Regions from separate parts of the Sus scrofa genome. Here all the other regions are linked to region 1. A link is a contact called in public targeted proximity ligation data. All regions are on one chromosome and are shown on one strand. The core of a region is the stretch at or near the end of the contact, and the rest is flanking DNA. Distances in the headings are between cores, read along the strand shown. Region 1 overlaps ANKRD46 (ankyrin repeat domain 46). Region 2 overlaps LOC110260247 (a long non-coding RNA gene). Region 3 overlaps LOC110260247 (a long non-coding RNA gene).

Region 1 (3,162 bases), core at 416-2,915:
CAGTTGTAGTTCTGATTCGTAACCTAGCCTGGGAACTTCCATATGCTGCAATCGGGGCCCTAAAAGAAAAAGAAAAGAAGATCTAAACCTCATTAAACCCACCTTCATTTATACAGAATTGTTGAAGTGCTACAAGAATGACATTCCTACTTATTTATTTATTTGGTGTTGTTTAAAAATACAGGAATTACAACTTTTATAAAATTATTCCTTATTTTCTAAATAGTCCACAAAATTTAACCTGACTTCACCTCAAATAGTTTGAAGGCACAAGACTATGTTCTTACGAGAAATTTAAGTATTACTATGAAATTTTTACAGCTGTAAGGGCCATCCAGGATCATCTAACCTGAATCATCTAATTCGATCTCCCTGTTTTACAGGAAAGGCTACTGAGAGCCAGAGAGACCATTAACTGTACAACCATCATCTCTAAGGTTCTAGCCTTATTCATGATTTATGGTAGAAATATAAGGTACATCATCTTCAACATAACGGGTTTTCACAATTCTCCTATAATATGTTTCCATTCGTGCTCCAAATTATGTGCTAGATGAAGCTATCATTTACTGCATCCTTAATATAAATGTCCCATTCCAGTGACATAAGATGGTGGACATTCGACTATACAACCCTAGGCTATACAACCCCAGAGAGGATCTAGTAAGCGTCTCTGAGGTGTAGTCTGATTGCTTGTGAAGGCAGGCTAATCACTCTAGTCCAGGCTCTATGATGTTTATACTCGTGGCCTAGGTAGATCCTTAGAATTCAGGAATTCCCTACACATCACTATTAGACCCACATCTTACCCCATTCATTCCAAACCCTAAGGACCCTAAGAATATACAGTGAAAAAATGACTGAAAAAAGGCCTAAGGGCCTAACTTAACCAAATCCTTAGAAATGGCATGTTTATGTATAGACACCTTATGGAGTGTCAGGTATTTCCTCTTTCTCCCCCCTGGAAATAAGAATTAAGGAGGAGACCTTTGGTAGGAAGTGAGTACAGAGTTTTAGTAAAAGAGCTGAGGAGTATCTGAGGCTTTAGAGGGAGGCTTAGGAGTTCCCACCATGGCTCAGCAGTAATGAACCCGACTAGTGTCCATGAGAAGTGGGTTCCATCCCTGGCCTCACTCAGGGGGTTAAGGATCTGGCATTGCCATGAGCTGTGGTGTAAGTTGCCAACTTGGCTTGGATCCTGCGTTGCTGTGGCTGTGGCACAGGCTGGCAGCTACAGCTCTGTTTTGACCCCTATCCTGGGAACCTCCATATGCCACAGGTGTGGCCCTTAAAAGATAAATAAATAAATAAATAGAACCTTAATTCTTTTCCTGCTATCTCTCCTTTGGACTGTGGTAGCCTATTTGGTAGCCTATTTGGGGGAGGTACCTTTTGATACCCCAAGAAAAGAAAGGAGTGAGGTATATGCTTAGAAATGGCTCTGGGTTCAAGAACGAAATAAGAATTTTTTTTTTTCCTACAAGGTTTTTAATGTTTTTTTTTTATTCCCAGCTCGTGAGGATAAAAATAAGCAAAGGGTTACAAGGAGAAGTTGTATTTTTGGGCTGGAGATTTCCTTACGCTGCCACTTAGGAACCTAAGTGGTAGGGCAAGAAGTGGGAGTTGCCAGTACTGTAAAGCAGAAGTGAATCAGCAGTCCTCACAGCTTTGTCGCTTCTTAAGAGCGGAACAGTAATTTCAAGTTGGGACAATAAATCCAGCAATCCTCTTTCTGACAGAGCCCTGGCCCCCACACAGCCTCTCCTGGTAAAATGGCAGATGTGGAAGGTGGCTCAAGTTTACATCTGTATACTCAGGTTCTAGGGACCTTTTCAGAAACGGGAATAGGGGCTGACAAATCCGCCGTATCAGTTTCCCATGGAACTATTCTGATGGACCGCCCAAGACCACCAGGTCACTGTGACCACCAAGGGAAGGAGTGGTCAGGGATGAAGGGCTGCACATTTTAATATCTACATGGCTCTTGTAGATTAGCTCTCTTTTGGGAAATGTCATCTCAATAGAGTGTTTTTCCTTAACACTGTCAATTAAAATTGTTTGCTAGATTTAGCAAATACAACCTTCATTTTCCTTCTGGTCCTTATTTTTGGTCTCTCGAAATGATTTAGCATTTTGTCATTTGGCCTGTGACAGATAGTAAGGAGACTGGGAATAATATGGCAAATGCCATCATTTAAAAAAAATTTTTTTTTCTGTATGAACTGTAGATAGCGTCATGATGTACTATAAAATTGTTAGAGTTCTTTTTTAAAACGGTGAACAACTGCTACTTTAAACTTTTCTCCTTGTACTCCAGAGAACTGCATTGTCAAGCAAAGATAATTATGATAAGAAAATTATTCTTTAAAATACTATGAAAAGATAATTACTTCATGGTCTTCAAACAGCAGATGGGAGAATAAATGTCTTATATTTAGATAAATGAAACAAATTACATTCTCAGAATTAATAAGCTTTGGATTTGGGAAAATGATCTAGGAAATTAGCATCTTAAACTGTAGAAAAGTGTTAAGAACAGATACAAAAACAAACTAAAGGCGGAGTTCATGCAGTGGATCGTTGGCATCTTAGAAGTTCTGGGACACAGACTGGATCCCCAGCCAGGCACAGTGGGTTAGGGATCCGGCATTGCCACAGCTGCAGCTTAAGTCATAACCACAGCTTGGATCTGATTGCTGGCCCAGGAATTCCATATGCCTCCAGGTGGCCAAAGAAAAAACAAAAGAAAAAAATAAACAAAAAGAAATATCTTTCAATTGATATGTGTCCTTTGCCCTAAGGTGAATCTCTAATAGGCAGCATATTGTAGGGTCTTGATTTTTTTATCCTTTGAAAATTATAATGCAATATACAAATATAAGATGCTAAATTTTTTGCTTAGTGTCCCAATAAAAGTTCACTTTAAAAAAGTTTAATCTGGAGTTTCTGTTGTGGCCCAGCAGAAACAAATCTGACTAGGATCCATGAGGATGTGGGTGTGATCCCTGGCCTTGCTCAGTGGGTTGGGGATCCGGCATTACTGTGAGCTGTGGTGTAGGTCGCAGACGTGGCTCAGATATGGCATTGCTGTGGCTGTGGCATAGGGCTAGCATCTACATCTCTGATTTGACCTCTTGCCTGGGAACCGCCACATGCTGGGAG
Region 2 (3,162 bases), core at 475-2,974, 160 kb before region 1:
AAATCTTCAGGGAGAAAGACTCTTACTTTTCTTTCAGTCTAGAATCCACTTTAGAAAGCCCATAAATATAGCTATCAGAAGGAATGAAGCACTAATCCATGCTACCATTATGAGCAAACCTTGAAAACTTTATGCTAAGTGACAGGAGCCAGACACAAAAGGTCACATATCGTATGATTCCATTTACATGAAATGTCCAGAAGAGGCAAGTCCATGGAGACAGAAAGTGGATTAGTGGTTGCCAGGGCCTGGAGGAAATAGAGAATGAGGAGTAATTGCTAATAGGCACTGGGTTTCTTTTTGGCGTGATGGAAACGCTCTGGAATTTGAATGTGGTGGTAGCTGTACAACATAGGGAAGACACTAAAAACCACTGAAGCAAACACTTTGAAAGGATGAGTTGTGTGTTACGTGACAAATATCTCAATTTTTAAAAGTGCTAAAAAAAAAAGCCTATTTATGGGAGGATGATAATTGAAAAAATATCATGATACTAACACACACACAAGATAGAATAGTACGTATTTTGTGACGTTGAGCATTGTGGTACAAAGAGCAGTAGGTTAGGAGTTTCCACTGTGGCACAGTGGGTTGGGGATCTGGCATGGTCTCTGTGGCAGTGTGGGTCTGATCCCTGGCCTGGCGCAGTGGGTTAAGGATCTGGCATTTCCACAACTGTGGTGTAGGTCGAAGCTGTGGGGTGGATTCAATCCCTGACCAGGGAACTTCCATGTGCAGAGGGTATGCCCGCCCCCCCGCAAAAAAAAGAAAGAAAGGAAAGAAAAAAAATGCTCTGTGGGTTAAGGATCTGGCATTGTCACTGTGGCGGCTCAGGTCACTGTGTGGTGCTGGTTTGATCCCTGGCTGGTGGAATTTCCGCGTGCCATGGGCGAGGCCAAAAATAAGTAAAAAATAAATAAAATAAAATAAAATAAAATAAAAAAGCTAAAAAGTCACTTAACCTCTCTGGGCTTCCATTTTCTGGTCCCCACACATCATGCAGACAGCCCTAGCAGAGGCTACTACCTTGGAGGTGCTACTGAAGGTGGGAGGGATTTGACCCCCACCTTTCCAGAACCCAGTTCTTTGGGGCCAAATGCTTCTGAAAGCCAGATCATCTCTTTCTCTCACAGCTTCCATCTCCTCCCCTCATGTCAATCCAGTTCTGTGCCTCTGACCAGGGTAGCAACTGAGACCAGTGTTCAGGCATGAGATTCATGTACAAGTTCTTAAACATTTTGAATTAATTAACATATGTGGAAAATGGGGAGATTTCACAGACAAATGAAATTTTTTCTTTGTCTTTTTTGCATTTTCTAGGACTGCACCCAGTCCTGGAGGTTCCCAGACTGGAGGTTCCCAGACTAGGGGTCTAAGCAAAGCTGTCACCGCCTACACCAGAGCCACAGCAACCCAGGATCTGAGCTGCATCTGAGACCTACACCACAGCTCATGGCAATGCTGGATCCTTAACCCACTGAGCGAGGCCAGGAATTGAACCCGCAACCTCTTGGTTCCTAGTCAGATTTGTTAACCACAGAGCCACAACTGGGAACTCTTGACAAATGAAAATATTAAGTTCTGGTGGCTTTTTTCCCCCAAATTAAAAGCTCTGGAACATTCGGCCACAGGCCCACGTGACAATGACTAGCTGAACAGTGGTTGTCTCCACTTAGAGCGGAACAAGCTCTACAGTTGACCACAGTCTTCACCAACCCCTGTTGCTTCATAACACTGGGGTTGGCCATTCTTGGGCCTACTAATCACACTTGACCTATTACAGTGTGACTATCACACTTGACCTCGTACGGTGAAAAGGAAAGCAAAATGTGTCATGTACTCATATGTGCATCATTTTTTTTTTTTTTTTTTGAAACATCTGGTCTACCTCACTGATGTAAATGATCTTCCTGCCCTTGGAAGACTTTGCATTTGAGATTTTTGCCCCAGACTTCTGATATTTGAAACTTATTCCTTGGAGCAAGGGAAGCTTAAACCTCGAGGATATTCTCAAGGGCAGTGGTTCTCAATCAGGGAGGATTTTGCCCTCCAGCGTACATTTGGGACTGCATGGAGCCATTTCTGATGGTTCTGACTGGGGTGGGGGGATATGCGTGGCATCTGGTCAACAATGCTGCCAAATATCCTACAGCCCTAACAACAAGGTATTACTTGGCCCCAAATGTCAATAGTGACAAAGTTAAAAAACATGTTCTAGGGAATCGGTTGGGGGAAGGATGAAGGGGAAGCAAAAAATGCTTCTTAGCCATACCTGAGAAATGAGACCCTAAATATTATATCAACCAGTTAAATCACATCACTAATAGATAGATGCCCAGGCCAGGGATCCTTCATAGAAAAATTCTCATTTAAACACAAATTTTGACATTTTAATTCAGGGGAAAAAAAATGAATACTTAGTAATAATGCTTCAGTCTTGAAAAAAGAAAAGCATTATCCAGACTGATCACTGCCTTTCATGGAACCATCAGTCTTGACTTCTAATGACTTTTGAACATTTCAAGAATTAAAATTTGCTTTCAAAAACAGTGATTTGCCATGATTTGCTGTCACTGAAGATGTGCAAAATAACATGATGCATATTGTAATGAAATCTTTGATTTTAATGGGATTTTAAGGATGAGTAGCTAATGTAAAATTATAATAACTTTAACTCACTGAGATTGGTTAGATCAGGAAACCATTTTATATTATATTATTAGAAGATAAGAATTATATAGCTATTTCTAGTTCTTATTTTTTAATCCCTGGCTCTCTTGTTTTCTAAATAAGTATACACATACAGATGTGTTTTGATATGTAAATCTGATCCTTAAAAATGTCAGTTATATGTATTGATTGGTTTTAAAATATTTGCATTCAATTAAAGGATTTATTAAATTAAAAAAGGAGAAATGTGAAACAACTACTGAAAGAAATATTTCAATTTTTGTAGCATCAGAATAAATATATAACCTCTCAAGATGACCAGCTTGGAAGGGATGATAAATATTTATCTATCTATCTATTTATTTATTTTGCTTTATAGGGCCGCATGTATGGCATATGGAATTTCCAAGCTAGGGAATCAGAGCTGTAGCTGCTGGCCTATGCCACAGACACAGCAATGCGTGGCAACTCGGGATCCTTAAGCCCCAAGCA
Region 3 (3,162 bases), core at 181-2,680, 130 kb before region 1:
AGGTTAAGAACTTGACATAGTATCAGTGAGGATGTGGGTTCAATCTCTGGCCTTATTCAATGGGTTAAAGATCTGGCATTACCGTGGCTGTGGTGCAGGCCAGCAGCTGCAGCTCTGAGTCAACCCCTGGCCGGCGAACTTCACATCCCACAGGTGTGGCCATGTTTAAAAAAAAAAAAAAATGAATTTGAACATTACTAGGCTCAGAGAAAGGGCCAGGAGGTGAGAGGGTCTTGGTGATGTTGAGCCAGTCTTCCAAGTTTGTACTACTGCTGGAGCCTTAGTGGCTCTTAATGTCAGACTATACTGAAGAACCAGTACTGAGGGAGTTCCCATTGTGACTCAGTAGTAACGAACCTGACTAGCATCCATGAGGACATGGGTTCAATCCCTGGCCTTACTCAGTGGGGTTAAGGATCTGGTATTGCTGTGAGCTGTGGTGTAGGTCACAGATATGGCTCAGCTCCTGCGTTGCTGTGGCTGTGGTATAGGCCGGCAGTTGAAGCTCTGATTTGACCCCTAGCCTGGGAACTTCCATATGGCTTGGGTGCGGTCCCCCCAAAACAAACAAACAAAAAAACCCCTAAAACAACCCAATACTGAGAAAGAGCTCACCTAAGAGGACCTAATGGGGCTACTCAAGATGCTGGTGTTATCACACCCATCCCAGTGGCCCCTCCTCCTCCCCCTCTAGTTTTAACAGGCACAAGGCATTGTTCCTGGAGCACCTCCTTCCCTGGCTGCCTCTACCCCTTCTCTCCTGGCTTGGGCAGCCTTTCTCTGAAGCACTGTCCACGTCCGTGGGACAAGGAGGTGTGTGTGGCAGTGGCGAGGGGAGATGCATAGGGGGGCTTCCAGAGTAAGTCAGGAGCAGCCCTTGATGGGGACCCACCGGTGTTCACTACCACGGCCCCTCCCAACTCCCACCACCCCCGTCACCCGTTAGAAACTCTTTAGGGCTAAAAGGAAAAAAAAAAAAAAAAAAGCAAAAACCAAAGCCCTCACTATATTTCAAGTATAAGTATTTCCTGGGTTAAGGGTTAAGTCTAGCAACGATTTTTCATACTGTTCTCTCATTTGCTTTCATCACATCCTAGCCGAGCACAGTGGGGGGAGCCAGGAAGTGGCTGAAGGAGAGACCGGGGAGGAGGAGGAGGAGGAGGAGGGATTGCACAGGAGGGCAGGGGAGCCCGGGGCTGGGGAATGACTGCACCGACGACACGTGACTTAAACCATCTCTGGCCTGTCTCCATTCACGATGAATTCTGGAAAAAGATCTCGACTCACAGGGCCTCTACCTGATGACAAACTATCTGCAAATAGTGTTTTTCTCTGGTTTGAGATTTGGTCCCAGCTTTTGTCACCAGTTTGGTTTCAGTTTCTGGCCCATGGTTGTCTCCTTTCTCTCCGCAGCCTATATTGCCAGGGCAATGCAATCTCCGATTCTTGCGAAGCTTTCCAGCCACTGGCCACAGGGCGCCCCGCCCGCATCAAGGGCTTTCCTTGCCACGGGTCCCTTGCCTGGTGCTTCCTGGCCAGGGCGGCTGCACCCCTCAGAGATAACAGGTTAAGGAGAGCTCTCTGCACACTTCAACCCAGTGTTGTCCCTCCGCTGTGAGACCAGAGGTCACATGGCCCCTCTTTCTCCTCTTTGAGCATCTCTCCCAGACAAGAAGCCGCATGACAACCCCAGTAATGAGCACCGTTGGTCAACTTTTGGGTTATGTCAAGAAGAAGAGGAGAGAATTTAGGTCCTACAAGTCCAGAGTCAATGGCTTGAAATCCACCCTGGACACTTCTGTTCTGCCAAGTTTATTGCCAGGGCTTCCTTCCCTTCTCCCCAACCTACCCCCTCACCCCCAATCCAAGCAGCTCAGTCTTCTCCCTGCTCCCATTTTATAATGGTTCATCAACCCGCAGGGCAGTGTGCCAGAAGACAGAAGTCCTGCCTGTTCTCTCTCAGATCCAGCAGGCAGGAGTGGTTGGTCAAAAGCATAGGTCTGCACCCTGACTGCCTGCATCAAGTCCTAGCTCAGATACTTTGTAAAGGTGAGAATTTAGGCAACCTGCTTAACATCTCTGTTTCCTATCTGTGAAATGAGCATGATTTATCTACACAGAGCATTGCTATGAGAATCAAGTGGGATACTAGGTAAAACTTAGACCCTGGCACGTTGTAAGTGCCATACTAGGTAAAATAGTTTTTCCTTTAAGGATTAATTCTTGAGAGGTAGCTTATCAACCACTATTATCCCTCTGGGATCAGACCTCAACCTTAAGCACATTCCTTCCTTCTAGGGATGGTCAGTGCTCTCAACTAGAGAGTTTACGATGAATGAAATAGTCATCGAAATACCTTTAAGCCAATCCTCATTCATTCAGGCTTAGAGAACTTCTCTCTGCAACAACTCGTTTTTCAGCTTACTGACCTCCATCAGTTAGTGGCTGCCCTGAAGCGCTTCACCATGCATTAAATGATTCATTCCAGTTTCTCCACATGGTTTCCCCGTGTCTTTTTAGCCCACCCCTAAATCAGCTTGAACAAGGGCCCGGGTTCCTGGCTCTCACTGTGTTCCCTCCTGTCAAATGATTATGGCATCAGCACATCACAAAAGCACAATGGACAATTTTAGAAGAATCTACAGGAACATAGAGGTAATACAAGCCACAATAAATTGTGAAGCCGAATTTTTCTAAAGATAGCTCTCCTGATGCCTCCAAGCCCAGCTACAACTGTAGGGTTTCATCGGGCTTTTATGTTCCCATGGTAACCAATGTACGTGCAAAGCTTATAAACATATATTACGAGAGCCTGTCAGTGGAAAACATGCAGCACCAAGAGTGAGAAGAGCCAGGTCTAACCTCAGCTCTGCATTTCATCAGCTGGGTGGTCTGGGAAGCTACTTATAAGGATCTGAGCCCGGGTTTCAGACTCCGTCAGTGTTCCTCAAAGTATGTGCCTCAGGTCACCTACCTCCAAATCAATGGTTATGCTTTCGTAAAGTGCATATTCTTCAGCCCCTTCCTGAACTAGTGAATCTGAATCTCTGGGGATAGGGGCCAAGAACCGCATTGGTAACAAGATCTCCATATGATTCTTAAACACACTGAAATCTGAGACTCATGGGGCTCTATGGCGCCCCTCTAACATGTTATAGTTCT

What was found.
Region 2: a targeted proximity ligation map of alveolar macrophages shows a contact between it and region 1. A contact is called at or near these places in 1 of 47 Hi-C or Micro-C datasets (fetal liver) and 1 of 2 datasets of targeted methods (alveolar macrophages).
Region 3: a targeted proximity ligation map of alveolar macrophages shows a contact between it and region 1. A contact is called at or near these places in 2 of 47 Hi-C or Micro-C datasets (both in embryonic fibroblasts) and 1 of 2 datasets of targeted methods (alveolar macrophages).

What each region holds. Positions count from the first base shown.
Region 1 is chr4:36,420,449-36,423,610 of Sscrofa11.1, reverse strand. All of the region lies in intron 1 of ANKRD46 (ankyrin repeat domain 46), which reads right to left. Among named protein-coding and RNA genes, the nearest start is that of ANKRD46, 21 kb to the right of the region's middle.
Region 2 is chr4:36,575,848-36,579,009 of Sscrofa11.1, reverse strand. All of the region lies in intron 2 of LOC110260247 (a long non-coding RNA gene), which reads right to left. Among named protein-coding and RNA genes, the nearest start is that of RNF19A, 110 kb to the left of the region's middle.
Region 3 is chr4:36,553,384-36,556,545 of Sscrofa11.1, reverse strand. All of the region lies in intron 1 of LOC110260247 (a long non-coding RNA gene), which reads right to left. Among named protein-coding and RNA genes, the nearest start is that of RNF19A, 140 kb to the left of the region's middle.